Regions from separate parts of the Mus musculus genome. Here region 1 is linked to region 2. The links are chromatin contacts, called in public Hi-C maps. All regions are on one chromosome and are shown on one strand. Each heading gives the region's core, a stretch centred on a gene start, on an enhancer-like site or on the middle of the called end of the contact. The rest is flanking DNA. Distances are from core to core; before and after follow the strand shown.

Evidence for each region. Hi-C and Micro-C count contacts between places; a contact is called where the count stands out from the background.
Region 1: a contact with region 2 is called in a Hi-C map of nephron progenitors, with 2.0 times the contacts expected there. The contact joins the promoter of Slc25a16 here to the enhancer-like site in region 2. A contact is called at or near these places in 2 of 39 promoter capture datasets (cranial neural crest and hippocampal neurons), 10 of 484 Hi-C or Micro-C datasets (CD8 T cells, the HL-1 cell line, cerebellum and 5 more), 9 of 115 datasets of contacts at active chromatin or transcription factors (the SCID.adh cell line, bone marrow-derived macrophages, embryonic stem cells and 4 more) and 1 of 9 other capture datasets (adipose tissue).

The regions. Positions count from the first base shown.
Region 1 is chr10:62,918,469-62,922,367 of GRCm38.p6, reverse strand. Slc25a16 (solute carrier family 25 (mitochondrial carrier, Graves disease autoantigen), member 16) reads right to left here and starts at 1,735. Exons shown (of 9, transcript NM_175194.2): 1 at 1,487-1,735. The coding sequence starts at 1,616.
Region 2 is chr10:62,842,308-62,846,794 of GRCm38.p6, reverse strand. All of the region lies in intron 3 of Tet1 (tet methylcytosine dioxygenase 1), which reads left to right. Among named protein-coding and RNA genes, the nearest start is that of Gm51805, 21 kb to the left of the region's middle. Within about 2 kb of position 2,859, at least 34 of the 459 cell types and tissues checked have an H3K27ac peak or open chromatin away from gene starts, as enhancers often do. A contact at or near this core is called in the HL-1 cell line, embryonic stem cells, nephron progenitors and 2 more, where this site is marked.

The DNA.
Region 1 (3,899 bases), core at 486-2,985, 77 kb before region 2:
CCCAGCACTCGGGAGGCAGAGGCAGGCGGATTTCTGAGTTCGAGGCCAGTCTAGTCTACAAAGTGAGTTCCAGAACAGCCAAGGCTACACAGAAAAACCCTGTCTGGGAAAAAAAAAAAAAAAAGAAAAGAAAAACCACATAAATAATTACCTGATGACAACTCAAATAATCAATCATTGTGGGGAGGGAGAGGTTAAGAGATACAAACTTACAAACACCTGCTTACTGAAAGGGAGAGGAACCCTGGCACATGCAAGCCATCTGGTAGAGTAAGCACAAAGCACAGTGCTTCTTTTCAAGCAGTTACAAGCTTGTTTACCACGATTCCTGGAACCAGTTTTGGTTGTAGGCAGTTTTCTTTTTTTGTTTTTTGATTTTCCGAGACAGGGTTTCTTTGTGTAGCCCTGGCTGTCCAGGAACTCACTCTATAGACCAGACTGGTCTACAGCATGGACTACAGATTTGTTGTTCTTCTCAAGCCCCTCCCACTTTTGTCCATCAGTTTACCATCATCTATCTACAAGATTAACCAAAACAACAAAGCCAGGGATCTTTGCTATCACCTCCATCTATCTTCTATCGCATGACAAGGTCTGCGGGCCTGCTTCTCCAACTGTTTGGTTTTTGTTTTTTGATTTTTTTTTTTTTTTCGAGACAGGGTTTCTCTGTGTAGCCCTGGCTGTCCTGAACTCACTCAGACCAGGCTGGCCTCGAACTCAGAAATCTGCTTGCCTCCCAAGTGCTGGGATTAAAGGCGTGCACCACCACCACCGCTGGGCGGTTGTAGGCAATTTTGCACAATATCCTTAGTCATTTTATTTTGTTTTTGAGACAGGGTATCACTTTGTATTCCTTGCTTGCCCAGAACTTGCTATGAAGACCTGGTTGACCTCAAACTCAAGATCTGCCGACCTTTGCATCTGCCTGGTGCTGCGATTTAAGGCACATTCCACCATGTCCAGCTCATATCCTAGTCTATTTTTCAAAGTTAGCCTCTAGAGACGGACTGTGCGACATGTGCCTGTAATTCCAGCACTTGGGATGCAGAGGCAGGAGAATCGGGAGTTCAAAGCCAGCGTCAACTACATAAGGCTCTTGAGGTGGGGGGGCGGGGGGGAATACATTAAATATTCTCAAATCATTATCCGCACGCGCGCGCACACTCACGCGAAGGGGACGCGAGCCCAAGCTGGCCTCCACCTCCAAAACTTATTTTCCTTTCAAGCAAACAGCAAAACCCAATCCTACACTGTCACACGTGTTGTTTGTAACAGAAAGGGGTGGTCCCCACCATGTCCCACCTAAAGGATCCTGTTTTCAACCTTAAGAAATAGGTGCTTGGTTCAGCGGAGGGATTAGCCCCGGCTGCAGGGGCTGACGTGAAGGCCCGGCTGGGTGCTGCAGCAGGAGAAGCTCGGGACTGTCTGATCGGCCCGCGGACCGGCTTCAACACCCAGCCCCGGGGTCCGGGCGGCGGATACTGACCTCCGGCCAAGAAGGAACGCAGCCAGTAGAAGTCTCGGCGTGAGGTCGGGCCCCCGCTCCCAGCCGCCTGCGGCACCGCGGGTGCAGGCTCGGCCGCCGCCAGGGCCGCCGCAGCCACCAGGGCCGCCATCGGGACCTGCGCCACGTCCCGAGCCTCCGCTGCCAACTTACAAAACACTGGGCAGCACCATGGCTGGAGCCGGCTCTGACAGGAGCCCAGCCGCCGCGCGGGCGGGGCCAGATGATGCCCATGGCGCGCGGCGGCGAGGAATGATGACGCACGCAGCCGCCGCTGGGACCCGTCCAAGAGAGCAAGGCGGAAGTGGGCGTCACCCAGGGGGTCTGCGACACTCAGGGTCCCGGGTTTCCTGCTGAAGGTTTGCGAGCCTCTTGAGCCAGACCAGTAAATTCAGGCTTGCAGTCTCAGCACGAGCGAACCTGATGACTCCTGACCATGGAGATCAAGACCCGCTTGAGCTATGTAGTGAAGCTCATGCCTGTCATCCCAGCACTCAGGACTCTGAAGCAGGGGCATCACCTCCAGACCAAGACCAGCATGGGTAACTTAGTGAGTTCCCGACTAGCCCAGGCTGCAGAGAGAAAGATACTGTGTCAAAAGAAAATGCTAGACAAGCTAGCTGGCTCAACGGCTGAAGGCACTTGTCACTAGGCTGGCCGACCTGAGTTGTCTCCAGACCCGGCCTAGTTGAAGGAGACAGTCGATTCCCACAAATTATTCTTAGACCTCCATACATGCAACTTGGCAGCACGCGCGCCCACACGCGCACACACTATAATAAATGTTGAGAGCCATAGAGATGGCTCAGCGGTTAAAAGCACTCTTGTTCTTGTAGAATACCTGGGTTTGATTCGCGCGCGCGCGCGCGCGTGTGTGTGTGTGTGTGTGTGTGTGTGTGTGTGTGTGTGGTGTGTATGGTGCCTCTGGCATTAACACAAGCAGCTCAGCCTTCCCTGTCTTTCTGATCCACTCCCATCTTCTGATCTCACACACGATAAATTCTTTAACCTGCTGTCTTCACAAACTCTTTCTCTTTTATTTCTCCTTCTTTTCTTTTTCTTCCTCTCTCCCTGCCTTTCTCGGGACCGGCTATGGAGGCTTGGCTTGTTTGGAGATTCTAGCAGGGTGACACATCTATTCCCACACCCTTTATCAAAGATGGTGTCCTTCTCTCTTAGGGGAAGGTCATCTTTGTCCAAACAGGCATGTAGTTCTGGAAGCCATGTACATGGAGTGGGAAGAGGGGAGGAGACACTCACATAGACAAGCAGGTCGCCAGGCGTGGTGGTCCACGCCTTTAATCCCAGCACTTGGGAGGCAGAGGCAGGCGAATTTCTGAGTTCGAGGCCAGCCTGGTCTACAGAGTGAGTTCCAGGACATCCAGGGCTACACAGAGAAACCCTGTCTCGAAAAACAAAAATAAATAAATAAATAAATAAAAAGACAGCAGGTCAACTTGGTAATCAGTGGAGTGACAGATGGTGCAACTGCATCACCCTCACATCTGTGACCTAGGACTAAATACTAAATATGGCCCAGCCTGGTCTCTAGCCTGAGATACTTCTGCCTCAACCCTGCATGTGCTAAGAGTACAGGAGGATTTCACCACCACTCCTGGGGTGATCTTTATCTGTGTCTCTCTTCCCCCCTTCCTCTGTATCTCTCTCTCTCTGTCTCGGTTGTTCTCTCTGTGTGTGAGACGGGTGTCGGGGGAGAGAAAAAAAAAACAAACTAGGGATCCATTGACCTCAGAGCTTATCAAATGCTAGGCATTTGTATCTGACATCTAGGTTACAGGCATTTAAACTCCCCATCTTCTCTCCTAAGTATACTGTTCATTCAGCTTTCACCCTGCCACAAATGGGAACATTGTGTTCTGTCCATACACTAGAAAGACCACAGACCAGTCAGTCTCCCTGCTTTCTCTTGCTCTCTACTGTCTGTTTTTGACACAACAGCTAAGGCATTAATTCATTCATGTTGTGGTTGGGGGAACACATGTGTGGAGGTCACAGAACAGCTTCTGGAGTCAGGTGTTTTTCTCCTCACTACATGTGTCTCTTGTGGCTGGAACTCAGGCCTTTAGGTGTACTAGAAAGTACCCTTGCCCCACTGTGCCGACTTGCTGATCCTAAAGATGTAAAATAGCTTGGCATCGTGGCTCATACTTGTAAAGACAACATTGGAAAGGCTGGGGCAAGAAAAATGCCAAGAGTGTGAAGCCAACCTGCCCTACATGGTTCTGTCAAAGCCACCCTGAGCTACAGAGTGAAACCTGTTAGAAGAATAAGATTAAGGGCTTGAGGATGTAACTACGTTACATAGACTGCAACACGTTCTAATAGGACCTTCAGCACCAAAGTAACTGGATGTGGTGCTGTGCACTCCTGGGCT
Region 2 (4,487 bases), core at 1,610-4,109:
CTGGCCTCGAACTCAGAAATCTGCCTGCCTCTGCCTCCCAAGTGCTGGGATTAAAGGTGTGCGCCACCATGCCTGGCTACCCCATCCCATCCTTAAAACATACTGTGCATATTTATCCGTGAGGTATATTACATGTGTATGGGCATTTTGCTTCCATGCATGTCTGTATCACATTGTGAGCCAGCATGTAGATGCTGGGAATCAAACCTGGGTTCTCTGGAAGAGCAGTTCTCTTAACTGCTGAGAAGGCTCTCCAGCCCATATTTATAGGTCTTATAAAGATGGTGTGTGTTGCTATCTCATCCAAATAATGCCAGATGCGGCAGTTTGCCCCTGCACTCCCAGCATCATGTGTCGTCCAGAAGTTTGAGTAGTGCCTGTGAACACAGCATCTGGGTGAGCACTAGACATCCGAGGAGTGGTCCTGTGGTCATCCTTTCTTCCTTGCCTTTGTCCTTTGTATTCATCGGTGGGGCTGCAGGTCGGGAGGAAGTTTCTCTGCTATCTGAATCGGTAGACATGCCCGAGGATGTAGAACCTGCACCGTGGAAAGGGACCGGGCAGTGGGAGACGGGGAAAAGTGAGTGACGGTGGTAGATGGTCCCTGTAATTTTGGACCATCTGGGTAGAGTGACAAGAGAGTCAAGACCAATACGCCATACATTATATTATTTAATAAAAACAAAAAAAAAACTTTTCAATTTGTTTTTGAGATTTGTTTACTCTGACTTTGTTTTGTCCCTTTTAGCCCTGGCTGTCCTGGACTCATTTTTGTAGAGCAGGCTGGCCTCAAACTCACAGTTCCACCTGCCCCAGTCTCCCTAATGCTGGGATTAAAGGCATATGCCCAGCTTCTTTACTTGGGTCTTTGTTCTTTGTGTTTGAAGACAGGGTCTCACAATGTAACCCTGGCTGTCCTTGAACTCGTGGTGTAGATTCATCTGACTCTGCCTCCTGAGTGCTGGGATTCAAGGCCTGCACCATTATGCCTGGCTTGATGCTAGGTTTAAATTTATCAAGGACAACATAAACAAAACTACAAATATGACACAGGAGATATGTGGAGGTCAGAGGTCAATTCATGGATTCAGTTCTCTGCAACATTTGTCACAGGAATGGAACTTGGGTCACTAGACTTGGATATAGTCACCTGCAGGATGTATGTAGTTCGGGTTAAACTAGAACTTCCTGAGCAGTAGGGGGTCATCTTGAACTGCTTTCCTGCCTCTGACTGCAGGTGTGGGCCACCACGCCCTGTCTATGTCTTACATTAAATACTGAAAGTTTAGCATTGGGTGTGAGTGCTCTCAAGGTATAAGTTACACTGTGAACCTCACAGGCTTCAGGTTTCTTGGGGTGAATGAAGCTCCCGTCGTACGTAGAGTGCATGTCTAGCACCCACAAGGCCCTGTTTGACCCCCAGAGTTAACATAAAGTGACACATGGTCACAGTCCCAGTATTTGAAGGCGCGCACATTCTGGAGGTCAATGTTGGATTGCAGACCTGGGACAAGCAGCCGAGGAGCCTGTCTAACCAAAGAGCACCTGGCCTCTAGGTTCTCCCAGCATGCCTCAGCCCCTACCTGTTACAGGGTATGGCTGGCATATCCCGTCCTTTACCCTGAATTTTCCAGCCTAGGTCCTGGGCTTTCCCCCATTTGGGACCGGTGAACACATCTGAGAGCTGTCCCCAGTAAAGCTGCCTTTATACTTTAATTTGACTTTAATTGGCTTATTTTGCCCTCAAGAAAACTTATCAGGTTAGCAGTTCACCAGAGTCCTCATTCGTGCGCAGAGTTAACTGAGTCGATTCTCAGCTAAAATCTGATAGTTTTTAAAAAATTGATTACATATTGAAATCATAATTGAATGCACTGATTTAGAATGTGATTTAAATTAATTACAGGTGTTTCTGTGGGCCTCTGTAACTCTGTGCCTTTTGTCTTTGGTCTTTGAGGCATAGTCAGGTTGAAAATCCCTCGCTGGTCTGGAATTGCCTATGGAGACCAGGCTATCCTCGGGCTTGTAACTATCCTCTTCTCTTTGTCTCTGCAGTGAGGGATCACAATGTTGTGCCCTAAGGGTTTATTGTGTTTTGCTTTGAATTTTTGTGTCATGATCTTATTATATATCTTGGGCACGCCTTAAGCTCCTGGTAATCCTACTGCCTCAGTCTGCATTCTGTTGGCTTGACAGGGATTTACCTCAGTCCTCTCAACTCTGAAAAGACTTGAACATACTGCCTGTACGAAGGACCAAGGGGAAGTTTGGAGCTTCAGAAAACACTGTTGGTTTTTTGTTGTTGTTGTTGTTGTTAGTTTGTTTTTTATTTTGTTTTGTTTTTGTTTTTCTGTTGGTGATTCAGCAACACTCTGACCCAGGGCTTGTGCGTGAATATTTTGTGGAGCTTCTGTTCTTAGAAAGCAGGAGTGAGAAGGGCCCCAGTAGCTCCTTTAAGGGAGCATTGGTAGAACTGGCTGTACTCTACTGTAGAGGAAGTACAAGGAAAAAGCAAACCTTTCAGGTTCCTTGTACGTCAGGCTCCTGCACCAGTTACTCGATGACTTTCAGGGTGGAATTTCAAGGAACGGGAATGCCATGGGGGGAGTGTGAGGACAAGACTTGTCAGTTGACAAAATCCTGGAATTCTGAGTACCGCTCAAGCTACATTTAAAAGGAAGATACGGTTTGGAATGTGTTTCTTAGTGGTGGAAACCCAGGGTTCCCTCCCAGCTCTGGAAAGTAAAATAAATAAATAGTCTGGTCACCTGACTCCACTCTAGTGTCAGCATTGGGCCACATAATACAGCCTTGGGCGGGAGGGGGAGGTGGGGCAGCCTGGCAAGCATCCTGAGCCTTCAGCATCTAAATATAAACTGTGATTTATGGAGCTAGCAGAGTTGAATTAGGTATCCCTGGCCTGCTCTAGCTCAGACTGGGCTTTGACTTCTGCTCCCATTGTTGGCTGTGTGCGCCCGGGTAGGTGTGACTGGGAGTTGCCTTCTTGAGTAGGGCTACGTTTTTACAGTTATTGATTGTTGTGTTCAGAATGCCCTCATGAGCCTGTGAGACCAGCAATCAGAGGGAGGAGGCGGCTGGGTTCCCAGGACTTTGAGGCCACCTCGGCCTAAAGACGGATCATGTCTCGCATGTTGATATGGCCTTCAGTGAAGTGTTTCCAATATAAGAGATTCATATACAGTTTCATAGGTACATACTTCAACACTTGTTTAAGTTGTTATTGTGTTTAAGTTCCAGGCATCCATAATCGACTCAGTGAGACTCAGCGCATCCTGATACAGTCAGTCTTTCAGGGTTAAGGATGATAAGAACCATGTTTTCTGGACTCCTCTGCTGAGCAGTAGCACCAGGCTGATGACCGAGCCACAGGAAGCATGGGTGATGTGCAGGCATCTCTCTTGGTTTAGTCTTCCTCTCCTGTTTTTATCACATTTGGTTATGTACTTGTGTCTTGGCAAAGCCAGGCTCTCTCAGCAAGCAGCTCTGCCTGGCAGGCAAGCCATCTTGAGGGCACTAGGTTCCATTGAATGCATAGGTCTTATATATAACTGGTTTGTGTGGTACCCATTTTACAGTGGTTGAGAATTTCCATTGGTATCAGCAGAGAGATGAACTCCCCCTTATTCTTAAAAACTTGATCAAAGTCTTGAGGAATGCCTAGAAACTATGTATGGAGCCCAGGCTAGTTTGAACTCTCAGGGATGGCCCTCCTGCCTCCTTCCAGAGTGCTAGGGTTACTGCAGTGTGCCACCATTCTTGGTTTAAAGAAATTTGCATGAAGAGGGAAGTCAGTTGATACAGATCTGAGTGCTCAGGAGTAATTTGTTTTTGGGGGTGGAGGGTGTAAGCATCCTCTAACAAAGCTGTGATAGCTTAGCCTTAGAGAGCACTCATGGTTTCAGAGGGTTGCTTTGTTTTTATACCTTTAGAGGCAATCCTCAAATAGTGTATGTTCGAAGGATTTTAATCCCTCTTGTAAAGTCTTACATCACCAAGCTAAAAAAAAAAAAAAGGATTTGCGTTGGGTAGGTAAGAAGTAAACATTAGAATAAAAAAGAAGAGTCTGGGGGATGGTGAGATGGCTCGGTGGTTAAGAGCACTAACTGCTCTTCTGAAGGTCCTGAGTTCAAATCCCAGCAACCACATGGTGGCTCACAACCATCTGTAACAAGATCTGACTCCCTCTTCTGGTGTGTCTGAAGACAGCTACAGTGTACTTATAATAAATAAATAAATAATCTTTTTAAAAAAAGAGTCTGTAGTCGAGACTCCTGAGATCTTCAAGGTGACTCATTGCAGGTCCAGATGTGCTGGAGCCACCAGATTTGATGGTCACTAGGTTTGCTGAGCCATGGAAGAACTAGGGTTTGCATGGGGAGCGCTTGTTCAGGCAGCGACTTTCTGCGCTGTTTGTTTGTTTTGTGTCTGTGGGCATGTGTATGTGGGGGCTGGAGGCACTGAGGTGT